2 separate regions of the Mus musculus genome follow, and region 2 is linked to region 1. A link is a contact called in public HiChIP or PLAC-seq data. All regions are on one chromosome and are shown on one strand. Each heading gives the region's core, a stretch centred on a gene start, on an enhancer-like site or on the middle of the called end of the contact. The rest is flanking DNA. Distances are from core to core; before and after follow the strand shown. Region 1 holds the start of Insyn2a (inhibitory synaptic factor 2A). Region 2 holds the start of Foxi2 (forkhead box I2).

Region 1 (7,933 bases), core at 3,488-5,987:
TCGGCAGCTCCCCCCACCCCCTTAGTCTGAAGTTTGCTGCTTTTCATTTTTGATAATCCTATCCTAGATTATCAAAGCTCGAACTGGAATTTTCCATAGTAATTCCAATGTAAACTTTAAGGAGCCTTCTGACATACTGTTAATATCGCTGTCTCTTGTTTCTTCAATGGTTAAAACAGTGGAACTTCTCTAACTGTCCATTCTGCATGGATGTGCTTCTCTCTCCTCATTTCTCTCTCCGGCTTCCTAATCCCAGGGTGACGTGGCCACCGGACAGATCTATGAGTATGCAGTGCGTTAAACTATTAGCTCCATACTCTGCAAAAGCAATATCCAAATGATTACTGCAGAGAGAATCCTCCCCACATCCCTGTGAAGCCGCATTATCTCCAAGAGATTTACAGAGTGATTTAGAAACACAACTCTTTCTTTGTCTCCTAATTCTACTTTCTCTATATTCAAGTTCATTTTGTCTCCCATGCCTGGCTTGAACTGAGTCTCCAATTCATACTGAATATCCCAATGACTTAGGATCCAGGTTGAGGTCCACAAGGAGATGACTCTGAAGTTCTGCTGTTTCTTTCTTTTTTGTTCCCCCCCCCCCCCCCCCCCGGGGAACAGGGTTTCTCTGTGTAGTCCCGGCTGTCCTGGAACTCACTCTGTAGACCAGGCTGCCCTTGAACTCAGAAATTCGCCTGCCTCTGCCTCCCAAGTGCTAGGATTAAAGGCGTGCGGCAGTTCTGCTGTTTCTTAACCTGAGGCCAGGATCTTGGTTGTCTGGACACACCTCCCTGTCTTCTGCCTTCAGGGACTGAAACAGTTACCTCCCCAGACATGGTTGAGAGGGTCAAACCTAAACCCTCTATGCCTTAGTATGCAACATCATCCAGACAACTTGTTTGTGTGAATTTGCCAGAGCCATCCAAATCTGTAGCTCACACAAATCTGTATTCTGTCCTCAAGGTATAAGATAAACTCCTTAAGTGAATTGATTAAAGGTCGTGATATTTTACAGTATTTACATAAAGATAGATTAATTTAAGTTTGGATAAGGGCTTCTCCAGACATCTTGGAAGTTCATGGAGATAGGTGTGTTGTCATGTCATACCAATCATATTAAATTTTGCTTTGAAATATTGAAGCCACTCCATAATGCCATGAAATATTAAAATCAAATATGAAGGTTCCACATCATAAATTATGTCAGCTAATTTTGGGCTGGAGAACTCAGATCTCTGGAGTTACAAAGGGTCCAGGGGTGATGAACGCAGCTGTCACGTTTCCGAAGGAGCTGTGGAAAACAGTCCTTCTTGTGTCCAGGAGTCCTCGTGGCCTTTTATCCCCTGGAGGACGTGAGCCACCTCCATTCTGTATAATTGGTGCGGTGCCCCAGCTGATCTGTTAACAGCCTCTCTGCTACACATCTGCTTAGGTATCCGGTGGGTTGGGCCAGAGTGTTAGCATTAAGGCCCTTAGCAACTCCATTCCTGCCCTTCTACAGCAAGGCCTGCCCTGAGAACTGCTTCACAGCGCTATGCCTCCAATCATTTCTCAACCTTATTGCCTGAGAAGTAGCCTGGCCAACGCAAGGACTCTGCTTCTACAAGGGAGCTCAGTAGCTGTCTCTCTCAGTGAGGCGGCCATGCAGTGGAGCAAACCGGAGGATACAAATATCTAGCAATGTGGATAAGTACCTAGTCTCTCACAGGATAGCCTGGTATCTGTATTTTCTGTGAACTCACTCCACTGTGTACGGTTTCTCCTTGGAGATGCATGCCTGTCTTGCACAGGCCTTTCTTTTATTTATGTAGCTCTTAAATTTTTATCTCCAAAGGGAAAGACAAAAGTCAAAAAATGCCTCTTCCTGGGGCAAAATAACTGTGACAGCATAGAAGCTCTCTGTGGTAAACTGAGGTAGCAGGATGACTGGATCTTCAGTGAGCCTCCTGAAGGCTCACTTGGAGCTTTTTGGTGCTTGCCTTATTAGCCTGCTTCTTAACCACTAGTTATGTTTCTCAGTGGAATAATGGACCTGATTTATGTCAAAACCCCAATGTCTTAATCACGATAATAAAACAGAAAGTCACAGCAACTATTGTCACCTTAAGACCTGCTTCGCTTCTCAAGGACATCCTGTCTTTAAAGAGAGGTCTTTGCTTCAGATTAATAAAAAAATAAATTGAATCAGCACCTTTTAAAGGAAAAGAGGAATTTAATGAAGAAAACAGAACTCCATTGCTCCCATAATTGATGCCAAATCCTGCTATGCTAGGCTAGGCTTCTTCCCTACCAAATTCAAATCTGATAAACCCATCCTGGAACGCAGTACCCTCTCACGTAGAGAGTAAACACGGACAGTAAATTAATATCTGGAAAGGTATGCAGATGGCAAGACTTCCTTTTTTTCCCCCCTCTTTGAGCTGTTTTGTGCACGTTTGCTAATCATGCTTGCAAAAAATTGCAAAGATAAATATGAACTTTGAAAAGTAGCATTCAACAGGATGTGAGTGTAAGAAATAGCACACCATGAATAGTAAAACCCAGCATGTTCCGCCTCTGCGGAGTGCAATGATTACGGTCTGTTCAGCCTTTACCGTCAGCTTCATAAAGGCAGTAGCCTTCTTATTTATGAACTACTCATGGGGGGCGATCCAGCTTTTATGATCTGAATGGTATTTTTTAATCAGGTCCCTAGCTCTGTAACCTTGATCAAGCCCTGATCGGGCTGTGAAAAAGTACCCCCCGCAAGTCATTTTCTAAGAGAAAGACTTCAAGCTACTGACCTCAACCCTGTGCTAGCCCTTGACTTGGTGCTCTGAAATGATCTCATGGGTTCTTAGCCAAGGCAGGGCTTGCCCAAAGTTCCTTCCCACTCTTGCCAGTTTCACCTCGGGATGCTTCGGCAGAATTTCAGCACCCAAGCAGACAAGGTCAAATTAAACTGCTTCTCCTGCTGCCTCTAGCTCATGAGTCCAACAGGGCAGCCAGTCCCCCAGCCCCAGGCCTGCATGCACCAAGAGAGGGGAAGGGACCTGAGCCCTGATCTGCAGAGAGTAGAAGGCACCCATTTTTCTTCCTTATTTACTCCAGGGGTGCCTCTCCTCCCCCACTCTGGCATCCCTTTATCACTGGCTCCATCTCCTTGTGGCATATTTTCAGGGTAGTAGAATGTTGAGGTCACAGGGAGAGGCTCCTTTTCTTTTTCAAGCAGCAGAGACGCCAGCCTGGAACCCTGAGCATGAACAAGCAAGATGCCGAGTCTTGTTCTTGACTTTGGGCTCTAGTCTCTGCCCCTGCTTGGGGCTGGCCCCTGTTCGTTCCTCTTTCCTGCCCTCACTAGCTCCCTAGGATCCGCAGCATCGGTTGGTTTCCCACGATTGTGCAGGTCAGGCATGTGCACTCGGAAGCTCAGCGGGGTGCAGACCCCAGCTCAGAGAAGGTGCCTATACCCGTAACCAAGAGAAGAGACCAACATTTCACGTGGGCATTTTTTGCCTTCTCTCCTGCTTCGGTCTTTGCTCAACAGCAGGCGGCAGGGCCCCTCTGCTCAGACTTATTCCCCCCATCTCCCTGAAGTTAATCAGCTGTACTGTACTTGGCAGTTCGCTTTAGTTTGGATAATACTTTCAAAACCTCGAACGTTCCAGGGAGATGGTCGTCCCCAGAGCCCCCAACCCCCTCCCGCCCAGTTCTGCCTGGCCAAGGATGTCCTGTGCTCACAAGGCTGTGGCGTTTGTCTAGAATAGACATCATATTCCCGCTCCTCCAAGACTGTAGCCAAAGTTGCCAGATGCCCCTGGGCGACTAGGTCCTGCCAGATGCAGTTGCGTAACCTCGCCCCCCACCTTCGCCGCTGCCCGCCACCGGGTCTACACTGGGCTACACCCGCCGTCCCGGACCTAGGCGAAGCCAGTTTAGGGGCTATTGCGTGCGCAAGAGCCAGGGTCTGCGCCCATCTGCCAGCGGTCAAGTACAGAGGGCTTGGGGTGCAGGAGGAGGGCATGCTGGGCTCTGCTTACCTTTGGCTGCTTACTGATAAGTGGAGGTCGGTGCAGCGCCTGGCTCGGGCATGTCTTGCCGCGGACCCTGGCAAGCCTGGCGCGGCACGGAGCACTCGGGGCAGAGCATCCACGGCAAGGATCTCCGGGCTCGCGCTGAAGGAGGCTCGGCTCCGGAGACTTGGCCAGCTGCGTGCCCGCCGCCCGCCCCCTCCACTGCCACGGGCCCGGCCCGCCCGGCCCGGCCGGCCCCCGCGCCGCAGCTCGAGTCCCTTCGGCTCCTGCTCAGCGACGCGCACGGGGAGGCAGTGGTTCGGCCGGCTCCGGGGACGCCCGCGCGCTCGCCCGATCGCGGCGCGGCGGAGCCAGCCACAGCCACCCGGCTCCGTGCTCCTCAGATGTCCTCATTTACTGCAATTGTCTTCGGCGAGATCCGGGAGCCGGGGCCGGGAGGAGGGGGCGGAGACGGGGAGGGAGCGGGAGGGGAGTCCTGGCCGAGGCACCAGGTCCCGGCTACTCTATGCAGCCGAGCGGCCAGAGGACTGAAGAGAGGGCACCGGGAGCTGCGCGCCAGTCGCCTGTGCGCTCGCCTGCCACCGAGGCGGGCGGAGCCCCGGGGCCCGTGGGGCGGGGGTGGGGCGGGGGCGGGCCAGGCCGCGTGCGTGGGGCGGGGGCCGGGCGCGTGAAGGAGCCCCTCCAGCCAGAGACGGATCGCGGGCAAGAGGAGGAGGAGGAGAAGGAGGAGGTGCTGGAAGCAGCCGCTGGCTGCTGCCTGTGCGCGGAGCTCCTCAGCCACATTCCTAGGGTTTCTGAGCTGCAGGCGGCGCTGCGGGGCCCCTGGAACTTGTTGAGTCTACCTAGGAGCCACCTCAGGCAGGCACGGGGACCCTATTGATTTCTTCTTCAGGAGTGGGGCTGTCTATAGGAAACCCTGCTTGATGGCTTTCTGTGGTGTCAACCAGCCTACCCCTGCTGGGTAGTTAATACCCTAGATGGGAGTGGACATCTGGGCAAGGCGCCCGCCCCCTCACCTGCAGATGTGTCTTTGGAGAGACTAGGGATGAAGGTTTCTCTTGCATTTTTTTACGTTTGTAACCAACCAGGAGTCTGTCCCTCAAATAAGGATTTGAAACGCAGACCTGTTTATTGGCCTAGGGACAAAGTAGAGAGTGTCTGCCTGCCTATCAGCTCTGTTGCATCCTGATAATTTGTGGACATGTCAGAGCAGGCATCTCCACTGTTCCTCATCTGGACCTCCTAGTCCCTCTGCCCCTCACCCCCCTAGAGAGGCAGTGGGAGATTGTGTTTGTTTTGATCAGAGTTAAATAAACTCGGAAAAGAGATTTCTTTAGCATGAACAGAGGACAATTCCCAGCATATACCCCAAACTCCACCAGAGTCTTGTGAGCTCTCTGATGCAGGTTCAGGGTCTTCCCCGATGCCTAGCAGGGCTGAGGAGCAGACACTGGGACTAAGTATTCTTGCATACAGGTCTCCCAGCCCTACCTGAGACATACTGGAAAGTAGCCCCCACCGATAACATGGTGGTAAGCTTTGGCCAATGAACTGGGATTCAGATGGGAAATGCTCTTAATCACCCACCCCTACAAGCACACCTTTCAGACAGAAGACAGGCTCTGGTTTGTTTCTATGTATCCTTTTATCCCTGTATCCCATCTTAGTATTCCAGGCCACTCCATTGCTCTATCCTCATACAGTGGGCTGATAGAGCCCAGCTCTCTGTTTTATATATACTTTCAGCTCTTTCAAAGGGCTTTCTGTAAGATACTGCATTGTCTATGTAGGATGATGTGTCCACACGTTTCAGGAGGAGGTCATTCTAAAATATCTTCCCTTTGCATGGAGAGAGCACCAAGCCTGAGGAACCCAGACTCTGTCCCTCCCACTCTTTAAAATGCCCCTTAGGACCCAGATTCTCCCAATTCTGATTGCCAGCCCATTTATGTCTTTAGGCCTGGAGGCGGCTGGGATCTGGCTGGGGAAAGGGCCTGTGTGCCGGCTGCTTTTATGTCAACTTGATTCAAATTGGAGTTATCTGAGAGGAAGGAACCTCAATTGAGAAAATGCACCCATAAGACCCAGCTGAAAGGCATTTTCTTAATTAGCAATTGATGGGGGAGGGCCCAGCCCATCGTGGGTGCTGCCATCCCTGGGCTGGCGGTCCTGGGTTCTGTAAGAAAGTAGGTTGAGTAAGCCATGAGGAGCAAGCCAGTAAGGAGGACCCTGCATGGTCTCTGTATTAGCTCCTGCCTCCAGGCTCCTGCCCTGCTTAGGTTCCTGCCCTCACTGCTTTGAATGATGAAGAGTGATTTGGAACTATGATTGAATTAAACCCTTTACTCTTCAAGTTGCCTTTGCTCATGGCACTTCGTCACAGCAACAGTAACTCTGACTAGGACAGTCTGCAAGGGTGAATAGACTCTGCTACCCAGCTAGAAGCCAGAGGGCTGTGTAGGATGGGACTGTGTAACAGCAGATGGCAAGACTTCCTGCCTGACATGCCTCCCGCTGCCCCCTTCCCCAGGTGTGCTCTTACATCTTTGGGAATTCTGTCCAGAAAACTTTCTGTAAATCTTACCTTATTGTAAATCCATAAGATTAGAAACCCCTTTTCCTATTTCTTAAGTATGTCACTGCACATCTGCCAGGCAATGTGGGAGTGGCACCATTGAGAATAGAAGGTTTGGCTTTGGGATCCATGAGTAAAATCAGATAGACAGAAAAGTGTGCAGAGGAGGCCAGAGCTCAGCCACAAGCGGCGCTGTGAGCTGGTTAGGTGTCTCTAGAGACAGTGTCAGTGATGATCCCCGCAATGGCTACCTAGAGGAGGCAATGATGGCATGCTATGGCCGGCAGGTTGGAAGATGTTCTAGCTGAGCCGTGGTTGCTCTGAGTTCTCCAGCTGCCCAGTAACTTCAGCTGTTGCTAGGTCTATTGTTATCCTGCTTTGGATTTAAGATGCCTCTGTACAGGCTCACTTGGGCCCCATCTGATGATGATGCTTGAAGAAGTTGTGGGAGCTTTGGAAAGTGGAGCTTATCTGGAGGAAGTAGGTTGCAGGGGTCAGGGTATCAGGTTAGTCCTTGAGGGTTCTAGTTGGATCCCACATCCCATTCCCTACCAGAGGTTCGAGAAGTCCCAGCTGAGTACATCTACTGTCATGTCGCTCCTACCTTCCCTACCTTGATGAACTAATACCTCTAGGCCACACCCCAACAATCCTTCCTCTTTAAGTTGCTTAAAGAAGTCTCATGAATTCTGTTGCAGTAATAAGCGAGCCATTGGTGTACCTCCTGCTATTGTAAAATGTATGACTGCATTTACCTACTGCATCACTAAGTCTGCCATCACAAATTGAGATATTGCTGAGAGTGTGTGTCATTTGACTAGGGAGGACTGTTCCATGAGCATCAGCGTGCTCAGAACCGTCAAGCAAGCCTTGTGTTCGGGGCTGTGTGGGGGGAGGAGTTGTGGCCTTCTTGCTGCCCACAGATGCTCTTTGCATCATAGTTTCTGTGTGGACAGAACAGATGTATATATTAAGGGTTTATAATGAGTCCTTATGTTCAGCTTCCCCAGAAAAAAAGAAAGTAGACTCATTTTAGGAATCAATTAGGTATAAATTGGTTTCTTAGGTTTTGCTTCAGAATTTTGCCACAAAAGGTAGTCTTGCAAAGGAGAAAATAGCCATTTTAAAAAGAGATTTCCCACAGGCAGAGGCAGCCAGAGAATAAAACTACACAGCAATTCCTGCTGCCTAACCCACACAGAGTCTGCTCCTTTGACTTCCTGGAAGTCCTGAAATTCTAAACCAGTGAATTGGTCAGATGTCGCTGGGTCATTAGGGTACTAGGCTAGCAACGCACAGACCTGGGTTCCCTCCTCAGCCTGCAGAAGGCAGACCTTGTGGTGTA
Region 2 (7,933 bases), core at 1,858-4,357, 470 kb after region 1:
AACACAATCCTATTGGCCTTTCTTTGCTTTTGTTTCCTATGTTTTAAGGATCAGGTTTTTTGTTTGTTTGTTTGTTTGTTGTTTTTTGTTTTTTGTTTTTTAGAAGGGTGAGCTCTTTCCTGGAGGATGGTGTGTTTTTTGTCTATAGTTTCATTTTTCCAGGTCTCACGTTTTAACCTTCAATCATTTTAAAGTCAACTTTTGACAGATGAGAGTCAAGCTTCCTTCTGCATGTAGGTGTGAGTTTTCCCCAGCAATGTTTATTGGAAACGTGTCCTTTTTTCTGATGGGCCCTCTTAGATTCTTTGTGGAAAGTCAGCTGGCTGTAGATACCCGGGCGAGCTCAGCTCAGCTCAGCTCTCTATTCCACTCCATTGGTTTATTTACCTGTCTTTATGCTGTGACATGTTGTCTGGATGACTGCGGCTTTTTACCAGTATCATAGCCAACTGTGGATAAAATAAAACTTCCCTCTCACATCGCAGTGCAAGGCAAATGTCTACTCCATTTAACACCTTGGATCACCTCCTTACAGAGCAGCCATGTTCCTGACAGACACGTCACAACAGAGAAGCCAGAGAAGGCAGAATTCTTAAAAATAGATTCATATGACCCCACTGTCTGGCTGTGGCTCTCACAGTGGACTGTCTCAGGGATCATGTGGCTGAGGCAGAGCAGTAGCCTCTGTGATACTCTGTCTTGTGACGATTGGGCTGTCAAACGATGCTTCCTCATCTACAGCAAGATTCCAGCAGGTGGAGAAAAGGTGACCAGGTAAGGAGGGGGGTGAGTGCCCCTTTGCTAGGACTATGAGGAACACCACCACACTTGCTGGTGGAAAGAAACTCCCCTCGAAAAGTGGTTACTTTAAGCCCACAGAGAACAGTTTTGTAATTTTTGAGCACATCTTGGAAATGGCTCATTAGAGAGAGAGGCTGGTGGCTTTGGGTGCTGTTTAGGGAAATACAACAGATAACACCTCTTGAGAAGCCAGAGAGGGAGGAGAAGCTCAGAGAGCTTCCCGTCACTGGGTCTCTGCCTCTGTCTCTCTGTCTCTCTGTCTCTGCCTCTGTCATCTCTGTCTCTCTGTCTCTCTGTCTCTCTATCTTTTTCTGTCTCTGTCATCTGTCTTTGTATGTCTCTGTCTCTCTCTGTCTCGTCTCTGTCTCTGTCTCTCTCTCTCTCCCTCTCTGTGTGTGTGTGTGTGTGTGTGTGTGTGTGTGTGTGTTTTGGGGGGGATATCAGGTACTTGCTCCCCCAACCAGCCCTCTGGGGAAGGGAGGCAGGGCCACCATCTGGCTAGAGAGCCCACATGAGTCCATTCCTGACTGCTGTTGTCACTGGCTGGCCACTGCCTTTACTTAACCAACCTCTTCCCAAGGCTACAGAGTACAGAGGCCAAATTTGAGCTAGATGGAATCTCACTTCCTCCTGCCCTTGTCATACTGCCTCGTTAACTGATGGTGTCACCCGATGTCTGTGTATCATTACAGCAAAGAATTCTTCCATTCCAAAGCCAGGCCAGACCACTGGCCCAAACAGCAGGCGCCTCCTCAGCCAGAAGCCAGGCCAGATTGGACTTTTTCTTTTATTAACCAACATATTAAGTTGCTGTGTACAGAGACAAAATTTGGAGCTGTGACGAAAGGATGGACCATCTAGTGATTGCCATATCCAGGAATCCATCCCATAATCAGCTTCCAAACGCTGACACCATTGCATACACTAGCAAGATTTTGCTGTAAGGACCCAGATATAGCTGTCTCTTGTGAGACTATGCCGGGGCCTAGCAAACACAGAAGTGGATGCTCACAGTCAGCTAATGGATGGATCACAGGGCTCCCAATGGAGGAGCTAGAGAAAGTAGCCAAGGAGCTAAAGGGATCTGCAACCCTATATGTGGAACAACAATATGAACTAACCAGTACCCCGGAGCTCTTGTCTCTAGCTGCATATATATCAAAAGATGACCTAGTCAGCCATCACTGGAAAGAGAGGCCCTTTGGACTTGCAAACTTTATATTCCCCAGTACAGGGGAACGCCAGGGCCAAAATGGGAGAGTGGGTGGGTAGGGGATTGGGGGACTTTTGGGATAGCATTGGAAATGTAAATGAGGAAAATACCTAATTAAAAAAAAAGTTGCTGTGCAACTTAGTAATTTAGTCTCTTATACTGAAGACAATAGTTTGGGGGGGTGGTGGAACCCATTGTGGTACCCACCCCGCCCTTACCCCCTTATTTCTCCTATGCCAGAAATTTTCTCTCTCCATTCAGTTGGCCTCAGTGAACAGTTCTGAGACACCCCAGTCAGAACTGTCCCTCTGTGCCACAGCTGTAACCTTATTTGTTGCTAAGCCCCCACGGTGCCTAAGGCAAGGGCATCTGGGAAACTGAGTGTGCTGATTAACCAGGACATGGAGCAGGAGAGAAGCCCAGAGCCTGACAGGAAGGAAAGCCCGCAGCTTTGATCTTCAGTGTCAAAATGGAGGGATGGATAGCAGCTGGCACAACTGCAAGGAAGACATTCGTGTCTTAGGTTCTTCGGGGGGATGCCCAGGATGGCCTTCCCTGCTGCTGCTTGCACTAGGTGGCCCAGGCTACATGACAAACAGGTCAAGCAAGGGCCCAGACTCTTCCAGCATCTGAAAATCAAGATTCCTTGGGCAGGATTTCTGAGATTTCTAGTGAAACTCACCAGGACTCCCGACAACTCTCTTTCTACACTTCTTCTTGAGACTCTGTCTGTTACACCCAAGGACCTCACTAGGATTTTATGCCCATGACAATTGCTCTCAATTTGGGGTCTGAAATGTGCAAAGGGGTCAATGCAGAGAGCAGAGCCTTAGGAGCTGGGATCTGAGAGATGCTGAGTCCTTGTCCTCAGAACACTGCAGGCCACGACCTAACAGAGAGACCTAAGTACCCTCGGAGAGTTCCAAGACTGTTTGTCTGGCTGTCCCAGGGCGGGGCTGAAAACTGACCTGAGGGTGGGGACATGGACTTCACTCCTCCAAGGTGACAAGGGAGGAGACTCACCACCTTGGATACCCCCATGCTCCCTCCTCCCCAATGGCATTTAAAGGGCCCAGGTCAGGAGTGTGAGGACAGGGTGAATGGAGCTCCCATGAGCTTCAGCACGGAGCCACCTGCACCGGCCCAGGCCGGGGGAGAGCTGGACATGGCTGGGTTCTGCGACAGCCTGGGTTCCTGCTCAGTCCCGCACGGCCTGACCCGGGCCATCGCGCATCCCCCGAGCTACGGCCGAACGGATCTGAGCTCTGGCCGGCGCCTGTGGGTGAACTCGGCCGCGCTCAGCCCGGCGCCCTACGCGACGGGACCAGGGCCGGCTCCATCCTACGCTGCAGCGACTCTCGCCGTCCCGGGTTCGCTTCTTGGCGCTTCAGGCGGTCTGGCAGGCGCTGATCTCGCTTGGCTGAGCCTGTCCGGACAGCAGGAGCTGCTGAGGCTGGTACGGCCGCCCTACTCCTACTCAGCACTGATCGCCATGGCCATCCAAAGCGCGCCGCTACGCAGGTTGACGCTCAGCCAGATCTACCAGTATGTGGCGGGCAACTTCCCCTTCTACAAGCGCAGCAAGGCGGGCTGGCAGAACTCCATCCGCCACAACCTGTCGCTCAATGATTGCTTCAAGAAGGTGCCCCGAGATGAGAACGATCCAGGTAAACAGCAGCACATGCGCCTGGTCCAGTATCCTGGCCTCTCGCATCTGGTGGGGTAGCTGGGATAGAAGCGACCTTGAGGGAGCCCATTGATGCAAAGGAGAGAGCTCCGGTGGGGTGATATGGGAAGGAGAAACATTTTAGGCAAGGGCAGTTTCCTAGATGGCTGCAGTGTTCTCAGGTCTTAGTTTCCAGTCCTATGCCCCAGGGCTCTTTGCTTATCTGCTTGAGACCTCCCTAAGGAGCTAGCCAACTGAGTGAAAGGCTTTGGGAGTTTAAGGTCTCTGGGCTCCATACACTTCCCTGTAAAATGAAAGAAATGGAGCCTACCTTTTAAAAATCTGGGCAGGATAAGGAGTGATGTGCCTCTGGAAAGCGTTGGGCCCTACACAAAGGCCAGATGTGGTTAGCTCAGTTCCACTGGCTGAGCCCTTCTCTTGGACAGTCTCTCCAGTTTCCAACTAGATGTACTTGGATATTCCCTCAATAGCCCATGCTTGGATCTTTCTGGCGCACCCAAATTCTTGCAGTCTGACTGTGGAGGCCTATTCCCAACACAGTGAACCCTCAAGGTCTGGGAGAAGGAGGACCCAGGACCCTTTGCAGGGACCAGTGGAATCAATACGGGGCTTTCTGAACTAACTGCCTTCCTCTGCAGGAAAAGGCAATTATTGGACGCTGGATCCAAACTGTGAGAAGATGTTTGACAATGGGAACTTCCGAAGGAAGAGGAGACGGAGAGGAGAGACTAGCGAGGCCGCTGTGCCTGGAGCCAGCAGCCCAGAGGGAACTGCACTGGAGCCCCGTGGCTCCACTCCCCAGGACCCACAGACCTCACCATCCCCGTCTGAGGCCACCACTACTTGCCTCTCGGGCTTCTCCACGGCCATGGGAGCCCTGGCCGGCGGCTTTGGCGCCCTCCCTGATGGTCTGGCCCATGACTTTTCTTTGCGAAGGCCACCACCAACCGCGGCTGCCCACAGCCCTCAGATTCCTAACACCGCGCCAGGCTTCGCTCCGGGCCATCAGACAGGGGCTACAGGCTTTAGGATGGGGCACCTCATCTACAGCCGGGATGGGACTGAAGTTTGAAGGAAAGCTAGAGACTGGCCAGGTGCTCTGTTCCAACATTGAGCTAAGGTCCTGAATCAGTCCTTCCTGGGAGCCCCACAGGTGCTGCATAGGAAATGGCGGGGCTCCTGTGTGGATTGGCTGAGGCAGGTTGAGCTTGCTGTGTTCTCATCAACCTGGGGAATATACCCTCTTCTTAAGCTGGTTCTCTGCCTATAGATCCAGCTCTGGGCTCTCTGACAGAGCGCCCCAGAGAGCCTTCTTAAAGGGGTAATAGGTTCCTAAAGAAGCCTGTTGGTCTCCAGTCTCCAGAGAGATGTCTGGCAGCTGGTGAGAGGATGGGAGGAAACTGGGCTGCAAGAGCATCCAGAGCGCCCTTCAGTGATTGGCCCCATCTCTGGCCCACCTGTTTCAGGGCAGCTAGGGAATGGGATGGGGGTGCAGCATGAGGACAGGTGGCTGCCTTCCACCCTCATGAGATTGCACATTGAGGGGACTCTCATACTTAGGCAAGAGCTGTCTCAGCAGAGGGAGATCCCCGAGGACACCAGCTCCCTCCCCTGTCACTGTGCTCCTGGCATCATCAGTGCTCCTGTTACAGAACCTCGCTGTCCCCAGACCACAGAGAGGCTGGCACTTAGGAAACCCTGGGCAGCTTTGGGTTTGCCTTACTTGACCGCTGCTCCCACCCCCTACCCCCACCATCGCCATCACCGCCCACACTCACTAAAGCTCACCTGAGGCAGGTGGGTGACCACACCTGTTTTTGGTTTCTCTCTACTCCTGCCTCCTCCCTTGCTGTGACTGCTCTCAGGCAGAATCCTGAGAACTTCCTCCAGAATTTAACTCTCCAGCCTTTCCAAGCCTGTTTATATTCAGTGACTGGCTTTTGGACCTCTGTGCTTTCAGGAGCTCCTTGAGGTCCCAGCTGTTATAAGTCTTTGTGTCACCTGGCATTTTCTGGGGACATGGACACTGGCCATGGACCCATACTATGCCAGGACAGATGGGAGGAGTACTTTCCCTGGAAGAGAGCAGAGAGGGAAGTCTTAAGCCAGACCAGTCTTGCCCTTTAGTGAGCCCAGCCCCACTTGCACCAACAGGGCAAGTCTGCCTTGGACTATCTCCAATCTGCCTACTGGGAGAGCCATGGTCCTCTGAACCTGCGGTGCTCAGGATGCAGGAATGGGGTCCTGCTCCCCAACCCTGCCTCCTGTTTGCTGCGTGTTGTTCCTACCTGGTGTGCTGTGGTTAACCAAGCTTACAGTCAACCCATACTCTCTTTCCAAATGTAATGCGATTTTTAAAATTCAGGAAAATATAAATTATTTAAAATATAAATAAAAAAGGTTTTTCGATTTGGGGGCATATTTTAATAGAATAACACACTAAAAAGGAACATCCCACTTTTTATTCTATCTTTGCAAGAAAATTGGAAAGAAAGAAATAACTAGCTACAACAAGAAGAAATACAGTGTAACTTTCGTCAGGGCTTCCACAAAGTTGGATACATCCAGGTGTCTTGGCTGTGTGGCAGCTGCATCATGGAAATTGTGTTTGTTTTCTACTTCTGATGCTGGATTTTCTATTAAAATTAAGAAAAGGAAAATATTTTTTTGATGTTTTGTTTGCCTAAAAGTCAGTTTTGGGTACTTAAAGATGATTTGGCCATTCAAAGCTACATAGCACTAATAAGTAATGATATATCAAATAGATGAGCTCTCTATGAGAAAACCATAATTAAAAATATTCCAAAAGGGCGTGGTTACAAATAAATGTAATTCTAGCACTTAAGAGTCAGTGACAGGGCTGGTGAGATGGCTCAGCGGTTAAGAGCACACTGACTGCTCTTCCAGAGGTCCTGAGTTCAAATCCCAGCAACCACATGGTGGCTCACAACCATCTGTAATAGGATCCAATGCCTTCTTCTGATGTGTGTGAAGACAGCTATAGCGTATACATATATATATATATATATATATATATATATATATATATATATATATATATATATAATAAATAATTCTTTAAAAAAAAAGAGTCAGAGACAGAGAATCAAGTTTAAGGCCAGTGTTAGTTACATAGTGAGTTTGAGGCAAGCCTGGGCTACATCAGACCCTGTCACAAGAATATTCTCTCTCTCTCTCTCTCTCTCTCTCTCACAAAAGCACACACACACACACACACAGAGAGAGAGAGAGAGAGAGAGAGAGAGAGAGAGAGAGAGAGAGTAACGCAGGCTATTTGGAAAGTGGTAGTGTCAAAAACCAAACAGAATCCACCCTTCGGGAAGACAGCCCATGTGTCTGGGTGAATATTTGGAGGGGAGGCATTCACAGGTGCTGGTGCAGCCAACTCCAGCATCACAAAGGACTACTTTCCTAAAGGGAAGACTCTACTGAGAGCAAAACCAGAAGCCAAACAAAGCAGACAGGGTGAGCTTGGCCTCTCTAAAGCTGCACACGAATAGACCAGGGTGTCGTTGGCATGGCAAAGAGCATGTTGCTAAAGACCCCGTCACGGTACTTATGCCCCACTTTCTTCCCCATCCCCTCTCTTTGTTGCCTTTGAAATGGTTAAACTTATAGAAAATGCCAACTTATTAAGGTAACTAACTGTGGGCCCACCACACAAGCTGTCACAAGCCAATGATGGTGTCCCACTGGATGCCCAGCTCCTCATCTGAGAGACAGCTAAGTGCAGCTGAGCCACTGAGTTCCAAACTTCAGAGGGAAGCACATTGGGTTACTCAGAGTTCTGACCATTGTCAACTAAGTCATAATAATCTTGAGGTTTTAAAAGCCAAAGAGCATACTAATAGCACGAGCCACAGTCTCCCTGGATATGGACTGGTCACTGAGGGGGGAAGAATCCCCCTTCTAAAACGGATATTCCCAAGGAACCCCAATGTTCCTTCAATGTGTCTGTGAAAGTGAGAGTGAGCCCTTGACTTCAAGACATGAGTTCTCATTTCACATGTCAAAAAAACGTGGAGTGTGTCTGTGATGACCATACACTTCTGTCATAGGTCTTCCTTCCTTCCTTCCTTCCTTCCTTCCTTCCTTCCTTCCTTCCTTCCTTCCTTCCTTCCTTCCTTCTTTCTTTCCTTCCTTCCTTCTTCCTTCCTTCCTTTTTTCTTTCTTCCTTCCATTCTTTTTTGAAGGGATTTGACACTACTACT

The links. HiChIP or PLAC-seq counts read pairs in DNA pulled down with a chosen protein or histone mark.
Region 2: an H3K27ac HiChIP or PLAC-seq map of embryonic stem cells shows a contact between it and region 1, with 2.7 times the contacts expected there. The contact joins the promoter of Foxi2 here to the promoter of Insyn2a in region 1. A contact is called at or near these places in 13 of 39 promoter capture datasets (the 3T3-L1 cell line, 3T3-L1-derived adipocytes, HPC-7-derived erythroid cells and 7 more), 1 of 484 Hi-C or Micro-C datasets (cortical neurons), 5 of 115 datasets of contacts at active chromatin or transcription factors (craniofacial prominence, embryonic forebrain, embryonic stem cells and 1 more) and 1 of 9 other capture datasets (embryonic stem cells).

Annotation. Positions count from the first base shown.
Region 1 is chr7:134,933,693-134,941,625 of GRCm38.p6, forward strand. Insyn2a (inhibitory synaptic factor 2A) reads right to left here and starts at 4,738. Exons shown (of 4, transcript NM_001143802.1): 1 at 4,020-4,738. The region is part of intron 27 of Dock1 (dedicator of cytokinesis 1); the gene reads left to right.
Region 2 is chr7:135,407,260-135,415,192 of GRCm38.p6, forward strand. It overlaps Foxi2 (forkhead box I2), which reads left to right and starts at 3,108. Exons shown (of 2, transcript NM_183193.3): 1 at 3,108-3,681; 2 at 4,340-6,363. The coding sequence starts at 3,180. The coding sequence ends at 4,773.